Regions from separate parts of the Oryctolagus cuniculus genome. Here region 1 is linked to region 2. A link is a contact called in public Hi-C data. All regions are on one chromosome and are shown on one strand. Each heading gives the region's core, a stretch centred on a gene start, on an enhancer-like site or on the middle of the called end of the contact. The rest is flanking DNA. Distances are from core to core; before and after follow the strand shown. Region 1 holds the start of TAC4 (tachykinin precursor 4). Region 2 holds the start of NXPH3 (neurexophilin 3).

Region 1 (5,321 bases), core at 1,155-3,654, 260 kb after region 2:
GACTCGGAGTCGCTCCAGAGCGTGGCTCGGCTCCACGTTGGGCGATGTTCCCAGCACAGATGAGGAGGGGGCAGCCCATGCACTCAGGACGGGATTGTTTCTCCTCCTGACCTCTGTACCTGCTCTCCTGTCACCCCCCAGGCCCTTCCCCCGGCCCTAGAGTCTGAGCCTGGCTTGTGGATTGGGAGTGGAAGCTATTACCCTGGGCACAGCCATTTTAACCCTTGGGCAGATGGGGCAAGGTGCCCTGAACAGGGGCTGTGGATGGAAGTCCTCATTCCTCCACTGCTTCCGTGACCCGAGCCCGGGCCCTCTCCCCTGCCTTAACCTGAGTCCCACAGGAGTCCCTTCTCTGTGCCCAGCCTTCCTGCTCTCCAGAGCGACACAGGCAGCCGGCCAGAAGGCAGGGAGCTGGGGTTGGGAAAGGTGCTCTTCCTTCCCAGTGCCCTCAGGGTCCCCTGGAGCTCTCGGGACCAGCAGGAGCTGGGGCAGGGGCAGCAGCCGTGGGAGCCCCTCTGCCATTCCCAGCGTGCCTTGCTCCAGATTTCAGGGTCAGGAGGGGATTGTCTCCTAAGCATTTTACCAATTCAGCCCTTCCCAGTCTGTCTCCTTCCTGAGATGTCAGGGGCTGGGGAGGCTGTCTCCGGCTGGAGTCACCTGGCCGGGCCAGAAACCAGAAAAGTCTCTTTGGAGATTTGGACCCATTTCTGAAAAGCCCATGAAAACCACTCTGCCTGGGTAAAAGGCAGCTTCAAATGTGAGCTGGAGAGGAGGGCCGCTTAGGAATTTGTGGGCCTGACCCTTTCCTGCCCATGGGCTAGGAGGCCATCAGGAGCCACACCCACCCCTCTGTACCCCGAAACCCAAATCCCCAGCTCCAGGGCTGGCGGCAGGCAGGGAGGCCCGAGAGCCAGGGAGGCTGCCAGATCGTCCCGGAAGGTGCTCCCATCCCAACCGTCACCTCGGCACTTGGTTTGTATGAGTGCTTAGCAACCCAATAGCTGCAGGTGGTGAGTCTCTCCTCCCGTATCCCCTGCCCTCCATCTTGGGAAGCACCAGGACCTTAAAGGAAGTGAACTGAGAGTAAGGCTTAGCCACGACTGCAGAGTGAGGAGCTTGCCAGGGCGGGGTGTGTGTGGGGGGGAGGGGCAGCAGTGCTAGTTCCCGTTGCTAATGACGCTTTCCACGACCTTGCCCTGAGCTGCCTGCTCTGTCTCTGGGCCGGGACAGGCACTGACCCTGCGAAGCGTATCAAAGCTTGAGAAAAGCCTGGGGGATCATCTCCCCTCTCCCCAAATTTGCAGGCCAGGAAACTGCAGGAGGCAGTGCAGAAGTCGAGGTCTGAACCCAGGTCTCCCAGCCAGGCTGCCTTCTACCTGTGCACACTCTCAAGGACAAACCAAAAAGGAAGTTTGCCGTGCATGGCCGTCCATGCTTGGTTCTTGCCTTGGCCCCGTTTCTAAGAGCTTCCAGGGGGCCTCACCGTGGCCCTCGGACCACAAGCCAAGGCCAGCCCCAGTGTGCTCCCCAACCATGGGAACGGGAGAAGCCAGGCCGAGCCCTGGCCCCGTGGACACCTTCGCTGGGCACCAGTCTCTTACTTCCCTGTGTCTGTGTCCCGTCTCTGTCGCTGTCTGGTTGGGAACTCCCATAAGTTGGGCTCTTCGTCACCCGGTTCTGAGCCATCAGAGCTCCGGGCAGGGTTAGGGGCTGGTGTGGATGCTGGGTCTCCAACCTTAGGTCTCTCCCCACTGGCAGTACTCAGGTCAGTAGGAGAGACCACGAGCCAGTCCTTGTCAGGAAATCTAAAGAATTTCCCCATGTGAGACAAACCTGCAGTCCTGCCTCAAGTTGATGCCCTGAGCAAATTCCGGAAACTCTGAGGCACAGACGCACAGAACAAGTCCTCGGGCAAAGCGTGTGGTTGTTTTGGAAGCTCTGCAGCTTTGGGCAAGCAGTCTGACCACTCTGTGCGATGGAAATGTCACGGTTCCCACCCTTGAGGTCGACATGAGGACTAGCATTTATAAACATGATAAGCTAGCATTTATACACAGTGTTACGCGGCAGTGCCAGGTACATAGCATGTGCTAAAGTGTTTTTTAAATGCCGCCATCCCTACCCCACTGCCCCCCCAACACACACACACACTGCTGCTCCCGTGTGGCTTGAACCTAAACCCAGTGTGCAGCACACACACACAATCTGCTCCCCTGGCAACCTCTGCGACCCCTCCAGCATGGATCACCCCCTTCCTTGGTCTGAGCCTCTCCCCAGCATACCTCCAGGGTCACGGTTACCCAGGGTCCTGCTTCAGCGCCCAGTGTCTGTTCCTCTCCACCATCCTCAGCCGAGGTGCACACAGACAGCCCCATCAGGAGGAGCAAGGTAACGCTGGACGGCATGGTGAGCACTGCTCTGCCCTGGGACCCTCTGGGAGCCCCCCTTGGCCTTAAGACGCCACCTTCAGCAGGCTCTGGGCTGCCCTTGGGTTGCTCGAGTGTAGGAGGGGCACGCTCCCCCTGCTCTCTGGTCCTCCCAGCTATCCTGCTCGCTTCCTTCAGCTTATCTAACACTCCTGGCCTCCCCACCCCACCCCACCCCACCATGTTGCCTGTGCCCCCCCCTCCGCTGGAAAGGCCAATGGTAGCGAAGCTGCTCAGAAGAAGGGGTCAGACCCTCCCCCTGCCTCCCCCTAACATTTGATCCCAGGCTTAACACTCTGTTGCAACACCTGCCTCACCTTTGGCTGCATTCCAGTGGCAGGTGCACAATGGGGCAGTGTGTGGGGCCGGAAGCGTCCAGCACCCTGGCTGCAAACCCCAAGGGAGCCTCCTCATCATGGCCTGTGTGGCAGCTCCCTTCCAGGTGCTCTGCTCTCCCATACACAGCTTAGCTAGAATCCACCACTTGTCTCCACTTGCTGTTTCTGAGCCTCCTCTTCTTCAGCATTCTCCATCAGTAACTTCCTATGTGTGCTTAAAAATATGTGTCTTAGGCCAGCACCGCGGCTCATTTGGCTAATCCTCCGCCTGCGGCACCAGCACCCCAGGTTCTAGTTCCAGTTGGGGCGCTGGATTCTGACCCGGTTGCTCCTCTTCCAGTCCAGCTCTCTGCTGTGGCCAGGGAGTGCAGTGGAGGATGGCCCAAGTGCTTGAGCCCTGCACCCACATGGGAGACCAGGAGGAAGCACCTGGCTCCTGGCTTCGGATCGGTGCAGCACACTGGCCGTAGTGGCCATTTGGGGGGTGAACCAACGGAAGGAAGACCTTTCTCTCTGTCTCTCTCTCTTACTGTCTAACTCTGCCTGTCAAAAAAAAAAAAAAAAAAAAAAAAAAAAAAAAAGCCTTGCCCTAGGAGAAAGGACACCGTACTTAAAGAAATGGCCCAGCAGTTGAGATGCCACTTGTCATCCTTGGGTTGGACTCCTGGCTCCGCTTCTGACCCAGCTTCCTGCTAACACACGGCCTGGGAGGCAGCAGGTGATGGCTCCAGTGGTTGAGCTCCTGCCGCCCACCAGGGAGACACAGATGAGGCTGTAGGCTGGGCTCCTGGCTTTGGGGCTCAGCCCTGGCTGTTGCAGGCATCTGGGCAGTGAACCAGCAGATGGAAGATCTCCTTCTCTCTCTGTCTTTCTGCCTTTCAAATAAAATTAATAAATTTTTAAAAAAATAAATGTGGCTTCTCACAGGTGGTAACTGAGATTTGCCAGAAAAAAATGACCTCTTACCTCCAATGTCATTGGCTCCAAATGATGTTTCTTTTCTTTATCTTTTTTATGTTCTTTATTATTTGAAAGGCAGAGAGAGAGAGAAAGAGAGAGAGTTATCTTCCATCCGCTGGTTCACTCCCCAAATGGCTGTAACAGCTGGGGCTGGGCCAAGCTTAAGCCAGGAGCCAGGAGCCAGGATCTCCATTTGGGTCCCCCCCCCCCCCCCCCCCGAGGTGGCAGAGACGCAAGTATTCAGGCCATTATCTGCTTCCTCTCAGGCAGGCGCATTCGCAGGATTGGAAGTGGAGGTGGGACTGCATTCCAGATACTCAGATAGGGACGTGTGTGTCCCAAGCAGTGACAACACATTGAGCCACAGTGCCCGCGTTGTCAAAACGATCTTCGAAATCCCTCACCTGAGCTGTCTCTCCTGCTTACGACTTCCCAATGTCTCTCTATTGCCTTGAGTTTATTTCCAAATTCCTAGCATGACGTTCATGGTCTTGTTCATTTCCTCTTTCTCTCCTCTCCATCGAGTTCATCCATCTTTCCATCTATCCATCAGTCTAAAACAAGGGCTTCGTGGTCAGAGACTTCCACCTGCAGCCCACCACCCCACCTTTGGCACTTTGCTTAACCCTTCTCATCTGTAAACCAGGATTAATAATAGCACCTGTTGCGGCTAGTGCTGTGGCACAGCAGGGTAAAGCCCTGGACTGCAGCACCAGCATCCCATATGGGTGCTGGTTCGAGTCTCGGCTGTTCCACTTCTGATCTGGCTCCCTGCTAATGCGCCTGGGAATGCAGCAGAGGATGGCCCATGTGCTTGGGCCCCTGCATCCACGTGGGAGGCCCAGAAGAAGCTCCTGGCTTTGACTTGGCCCAGCTCTGGCCATTGCAGCTATTGGGGGAGTAAACTAGTGGATGGTTCTCTCTGTAACTCTACCTTTCAAATAAATAAAATAAATATCTAAAAAAAATTAATAGCAGTCTGTTTCCAAAGCTTGAGGATGAAGCGAGAATGCAGTGGAGCCCACGGCAGTGTGTGATGGTGTATATCTAATGGCCCTTGGCTATAATTGTTAGTGCTATGGACACCAGGTGAGACACTGTCCCTGTCCTGGGGCAGATCACAGCAGGAGGTGAGGAGACCTCGGATTGGCAGATAAGCTTTATGCAGATCTGTAGCTGGCACCCTGGAGGTGGTGGCCAGGGGAGGGTGTGCCCTTCATTCTCTGTCCCAGGCACCCGCTCTGCTCCCAGGACAAGCTGCCACTTCCCACCCCAAAGCTTGCCTCTGCTGGGACCTCCCCTTCCTCCTAGAGAACTCCTACTCGTCCTTAAGGGGCCAGCTTGATGCTTACCTCTTTGGCTGAGTTTTCCTCTCTCCCTGCCTCCAGCAAGAATTAAAATTGGTTCCCTTTCCAGAAACCTCCCCTTCTATCTCTTGTGGCTTTGCAGGGGTTGTGCAGCTGATACCCTGCATCTGAGGGTGAGTAGAGGGGAACCCTGGGCTCCCCTCTGCTCACTGAGCCAGGAAGGAGGTGCGCGCCTTGGCTTTTCTCAGCCAGGCCAGCTGGGCGGGGCGCAGCTCTGCCCCTCAGCCCAG
Region 2 (5,203 bases), core at 1,115-3,614:
CCTGGCTTCGGGTCAGCGCGGCATGCCGGTTGCAGCGGCCATTGGAGGTTGAACCAACGGAAAAAGGAAGACCTTTCTCTCTGTCTCTTTCTCTCACTGTCCACTCTGCCTGTCCAAAAAAAAAAAAAAAAATCAAAGGTGTCTCATTAAACAGCAGCCCCAAACCCTTGACCCTGTCTCGGCTGACCCCCTCCCCACTCTTGGCTCCAGCAACAGCAAACTGCTCTCAGTTCTCAGCCCCCATCCCTGGCTCATCCTGTGCCCCCTGCCAGCCGTAGTCCTTGCCTGGCTGAGCCCTCACGGCTCTGGTGCCACCTCCTCCAGGAAGCCATCTCCGACCCCCTCTCCCTGGCCCCACCTTCCACGGAGCATCCATGACGCCTTGTACGAGGACCTCAAGCACCTGCTACTCCACATACTGCGGATTACAATGATCGATTTCATGTCTCTGCTCCACACCAGCCGGTGAGATCCTGGAGGGCAGGTTCAGTGTCCCATTCATCTCTGCATCCCAGCCCCTGGCCTGGCGCCTGGCATGGAGGACAGGCTCAGCCAGCGTTTGATGGATGAATGCGGAGCTGAGACTTGAAGGAAGTGAGAGCCAGGAATGGCCAAGAGGGGCGTGAGGGCAAGTCTGGCAGGAGGAGCAGCCAGAGCAAATGTGTGGGAAGTGGCAAAGCGAGAACTCCTACGACTGCCTGCCAGCCATTGTGCCTGCGCTTCGTTTGCACATCTTGTCTCCACTCTGTTCTTGCAACAACAGATCAGGAAACTGGCATCCGAGAACCTCAGTCACCTGCCCAAGGTCACACAGCAGGTCCAGGTGTGGAATGGAATCGGGGGCTGTCTGGCCTGAACACTGAGCTATCTGCCGGGCCACACCGCCCTCCTGGGGACAGGACCTTCTGGAATGGACAGGAGTGGGCCCCGCTCTGCCTCTGCCTGGCTGAGTGCCGGCCCAGCTGCCCACGCTCAGGCTCCTTCCTCCCAGCCGGACCAGAGGCTCAGAGGCCACACAAGGATTTACCTGTTCCTTCCTCCCCTGGCTTGGGGGGGGGGATGTCTGGGGCTGGACCACCCCCCCGCCAACACCAGGGAATTGCTGCTGCACCCTGGTGTGGCCCCGGGGGCCTGGGAACGCAGGGGGCTCTGCGGTGCTGTCTGGGTTCTGCAGATTCTGTCTCCCTCATCGCACTTGGCCCAGGCTGATATTAAGATTCATCTGCATTCCCAGCGCACCCGCCTGGCAGATGGTGGGGGAGGAGGCTGGGTGTGTGCTGGGGGCTGCAGCCAGGGACCAAGCTGGGCCTTGGAGGGCCACAGGGCAGAGCGCCCACTGGGCCCCGAGGGTCCCACCCAGGCTGAAACCAAGCCAGATGCTGGGGTACCTGCTCGTCTCACAGCCTCCAAGGGTGCTGGGACTTGATTTTTTCTTCTAAGGACTAAAGAGACCCTGGAATTCCAGGAAGGAGACCTGGAGGAGTGGGGAGGAGGAGGAGGCACCCCCACCCCACCTCTGAAGACCCCAGGTCAGAGGCTTGTTCTTCCTCCTTGGCTTGGTGGTCTGCAGAGCCCAGAGATATCCAGGAACTCACGGGGACACAGGCCCCCTTCAGCCGGGTGATGTCCATGTCACATGAGGGATGGAGGGACAGCCGGCCCAGGAGCCCTTGTCCGCCCCCACCCCCGCCCGCCCCTGCCCAGCTTCTCCAGAGGCCAGCCCCAACCCCGGCCCCAGAACCCAGAGCAGCTCTCTCGGAGAGAGAGAGTCCAGGGCCCCAGCCACATGCTTCCTGCCTTGGCCACTGGTCTGCGAAGGTCCAGGGATTCTCCAGGGCCCTCCGAATAAGGTAGAGGAAAGGAACGGACGTGACAGCAAAAGGAGAGCAGGCTAGACACCTAGGAGAACTTCCCTCTGCAAGAAAGCAAGTCCTATGGACACGTAGCTGAGGGAACAGGCCAGGATCAGGGAGATGCCCTTATTCACCTCTTAGAATGGGTTTGGAAAAACGGATCTGTCCGAATTCCAGGACTCCTGGGGCGCGCCGGGCGGGGGGGGGGGGCAGGCTAGCAGGTTCCCGATGCCCGCCACGGGAGAATGGGCCACCCGCAAGAAGCGTGAAAAAGGTAGAGCTCCTACCACCCCGGCCACCGTCCTCTCCCTGCCTCGGCCAAGACTTCCCCGGCCTGGCGTCCTGCCCGTTTAGGGCTGGACAGCCAGTGTCCTAGGCGCCCGTGCTGCGGGCCGGCAGGGGAGGAGTTAACTCCGGAGGTACCGGCTGGGCTCACTGTACCTGCCGCCGCCGCCGCCGCCGGTGGGAGGGACGAGGAAGCGGGAGTCGCCGGGGCGCCCAGAGCGCTCCAGTCTGGCAGGGCGCAGCGCGGGGAACGGGCGACAGGGACGCAGCGCGGCGCGGGGCGTCCGCCAGGGGGCGCGCCACGACGGGGCGGGAGGGGCCGTCTGGTCTGGGGAATTAGCACCGGGGACGGGCGCGCGCGCAGGTCCCCAGCACATCTGGGCGAGAGCGGCGCCGCTGGAGCCGAGGGGGGCGCCGAGCGCCGAGCTGGGGCGGCGGAGCCGCCGAGCAGCTGGGGCCCTTCGAGGCGCTCGGGGCGCACATCTGGGACTTCGAGCAGGGCCCGCGCCGCGCGCAGCTGGACCTGGGGAGGGGGCGGCGGCTGCACAGCTGGATCGAAGGGGGCGGGGTCGGTCCTGGGCTACTGGCTGAGCCGAGGGCCGCGAGCCGCCGGGACCCGGAGCATGGGCCGGCGCGCCTGAAGGCGCAGGAAGGGGAGGACGGCGCCTGGGACCCCGAAGGCAGAAGAGGCGAGCAAGGAGGAAGATGCAACTGACCCGCTGCTGCTTCGTGTTCTTAGTGCAGGGCAGCCTGTACCTGGTGAGTGGCCCGCGGGGAGCTGCGCCGAGGGGCGGGGGCCCGCACGATCCGGGGAGAGCGCGGGAAGCTGCCGAGCCCTGAAACTTTCTCCCTTCCCCCGGCATCCCGGGGACGGAGGGGGAGGACAGGCGGCTGGGGGAGAGGGCGGGTCCGAGGCCGGAGGCTGGACGGAAAGGGTTAATAGGGGCGGGGAGCGGGTGCGTGGCTGGCCCACCCACTCCGCGCCTGGTGGCGGGAGGTGCGACAGGCGCCGCGGGAAAGGCCCGAAGCTGGGTCGCCACGGGTTGCTCGACCCCCCTGCCCGGCGCCCCGGGACGCGCGGAAGGCGGGCGGCGAGGGGCGTGGAGCCGGGGACCTGCCGCGTCCGGGGGCAGAGGCTTCTCCCCTGACCCCCGGGCTCTGGGTGCCCCCGTGCGCGCGGCGGGTCCAGGCGGGGGCGGCCCCGCGTCCCTCCCGCCCGCCTGCCTCGCGCTCCCGCCCTCCCCGCCTGTTGTTTTCCTCTCCTCTCCCGGCTGCGCGCAGCCCGAGCCCCACAGGACCCGGGCAGGCGGCTCCCGCCCCGGGTGCTCGCGGCAGCGGAGCGGAGCGCCCAGAGCGCGCTCCCCGAGCATAGGCTCGCGGCTCCCTGGCGGCCCTGGACGCCGGGGAGCCCCACCCCGACCCCTGCCCGTGGCTTCACTCCCCTCCGACCCAGCGGCCGCCAACGCCCGTCTCCACCTCCCGCCCCAGTCCTGCCATGGAGAAGCCCTACCGGCACATCTGGATCTGCCCCTGCTCTCAAAACAATAATCCGCCTTGCGGTCCGCCGTGGGGAGAGCCCTCCCCTTCTCCTGTCCCCACTTGTGGCCTTTTTCTCGGTCCTCCAGCGCTCCGCGCTGTGACCTCCCGGGCCACGTACAGACAGGTCTGCAGCCGGGAGCCCAGCCCCAAGAGCCTCCCTTGGCCGCTGTCCCCCGGGCCCAGCGCTGGGGCCTGAGAGGCAAGGCCAGCCCTGGCCATGGGGGCAGAGACCGCTGGGCCACAGCATACATCTGCAGGCACAGCCAAAGCCAGAAAGGGGTGCGAAGACCCCTCGCACCCCCCATGCACACCCGGAGGTCACTGCCTGCTGCCCAGCGCCATGCCCTGGTGCTAGAAGCACAGACCAGAGGGCCAGGACTCCTTGAAAAGCTGAGCAAAGACACAACCAGGCCACCGCCCCCAGGAGAAAGGAAAGTCCCTTTCGCCCTGCAGAGCTGTCCCCAAGCTCAGCTCTGTCAAGCCGGCTGCTCCAGCCTTCCCAGGTGGGACCTGTCAGCTGAGTTTCCAGGAGACGCCAAGGCGACAGGGCTCGGATAAAACTTGGTTTTTAAAAAAGCCGCATCTGGCCCATGAGGCCGGAGTGTGTGTTACTGGGAGGGCTGACCCTATGTGACCTCAGCCTCGGAGAGATGGAGCTGGGAAGTGGGGACAGCAAGGACTCCTTCCTTGTGCTGCAAGGAGCATCGTGTCGCGGTCAGGGCTCCCCAGAGAAGCGTCTGTCTTTCCACCCCGCGGCTGGCCCGGGCGCGGGTTCACTCCTGGTCTCTCCCTCGTCTTTTCACTGCTTTCTTATGTCATTGTCTGCCGCTTCTCCTGGTATCCCAGAGTAGACGTTATCCTGGAGTAGGGATGGGAGTCCCCCAAAGCAGGAGCTGTTCCCCCCCTGTCAAACTAGGGGCTCCCCCAGCCTAGGGTTGGGGCTCCCCTATCTGACTCAGGGCTCCTGCAGGCAGAGAGCCTAACGCCCCCATCAGCCTACGAACTTCACCTTGGCAGAGTCACTGCCTCTCCTATCAGACTGGGGACTCTAAGCTCAGGGATGATGCGTCTGTCATCAGATGGGGACTCTTCCAAGAGCAGGAAGTGAGCCTCCTCCATCAGACTGGGAGTTCCCCCAGGGTAGGGGCCATGTGTCCTCGTACCACAGGCCAGTGGAGGGAATTCCCAGTCTTTCAGACCTTGACCAGTGGCCTGAGACAGGGCTCTGGGAAGCAGAGGTGGGGTGACCTGAGTGTCAGAACAGGAGACGGGACCAGGACCTGAGCCAGAGCGCGCACCTGACCCCAGCATGCGCCCCCCCTCCCCAAATCAGAATGGAGAGGCTGCCAGCGGGGGTGGGAGAGCACTGGGCCCTGCCTAGGACAAGGCTCTCACTCTCAATGCCCTCCTTAGGTCATCTGTGGCCAGGATGACGGCCCCCCTGGCTCGGAGGACCCTGACCACGACGACCACGAGGGCCACCCCCGGCCCCGGATGCCTCGGAAGCGGGGCCACATCTCACCGAA

Evidence for each region. Hi-C and Micro-C count contacts between places; a contact is called where the count stands out from the background.
Region 1: a contact with region 2 is called in a Hi-C map of an unstated tissue, with 4 times the contacts expected there. The contact joins the promoter of TAC4 here to the promoter of NXPH3 in region 2. A contact is called at or near these places in 3 of 6 Hi-C or Micro-C datasets (ear pinna, skin fibroblasts and an unstated tissue).

Annotation. Positions count from the first base shown.
Region 1 is chr17:25,848,753-25,854,073 of mOryCun1.1, forward strand. TAC4 (tachykinin precursor 4) reads right to left here and starts at 2,405. Exons shown (of 4, transcript NM_001082165.1): 1 at 2,283-2,405. The coding sequence starts at 2,405.
Region 2 is chr17:25,587,351-25,592,553 of mOryCun1.1, forward strand. It overlaps NXPH3 (neurexophilin 3), which reads left to right and starts at 2,365. Exons shown (of 2, transcript XM_070060026.1): 1 at 2,365-2,897; 2 at 5,091-5,203. The coding sequence starts at 2,844.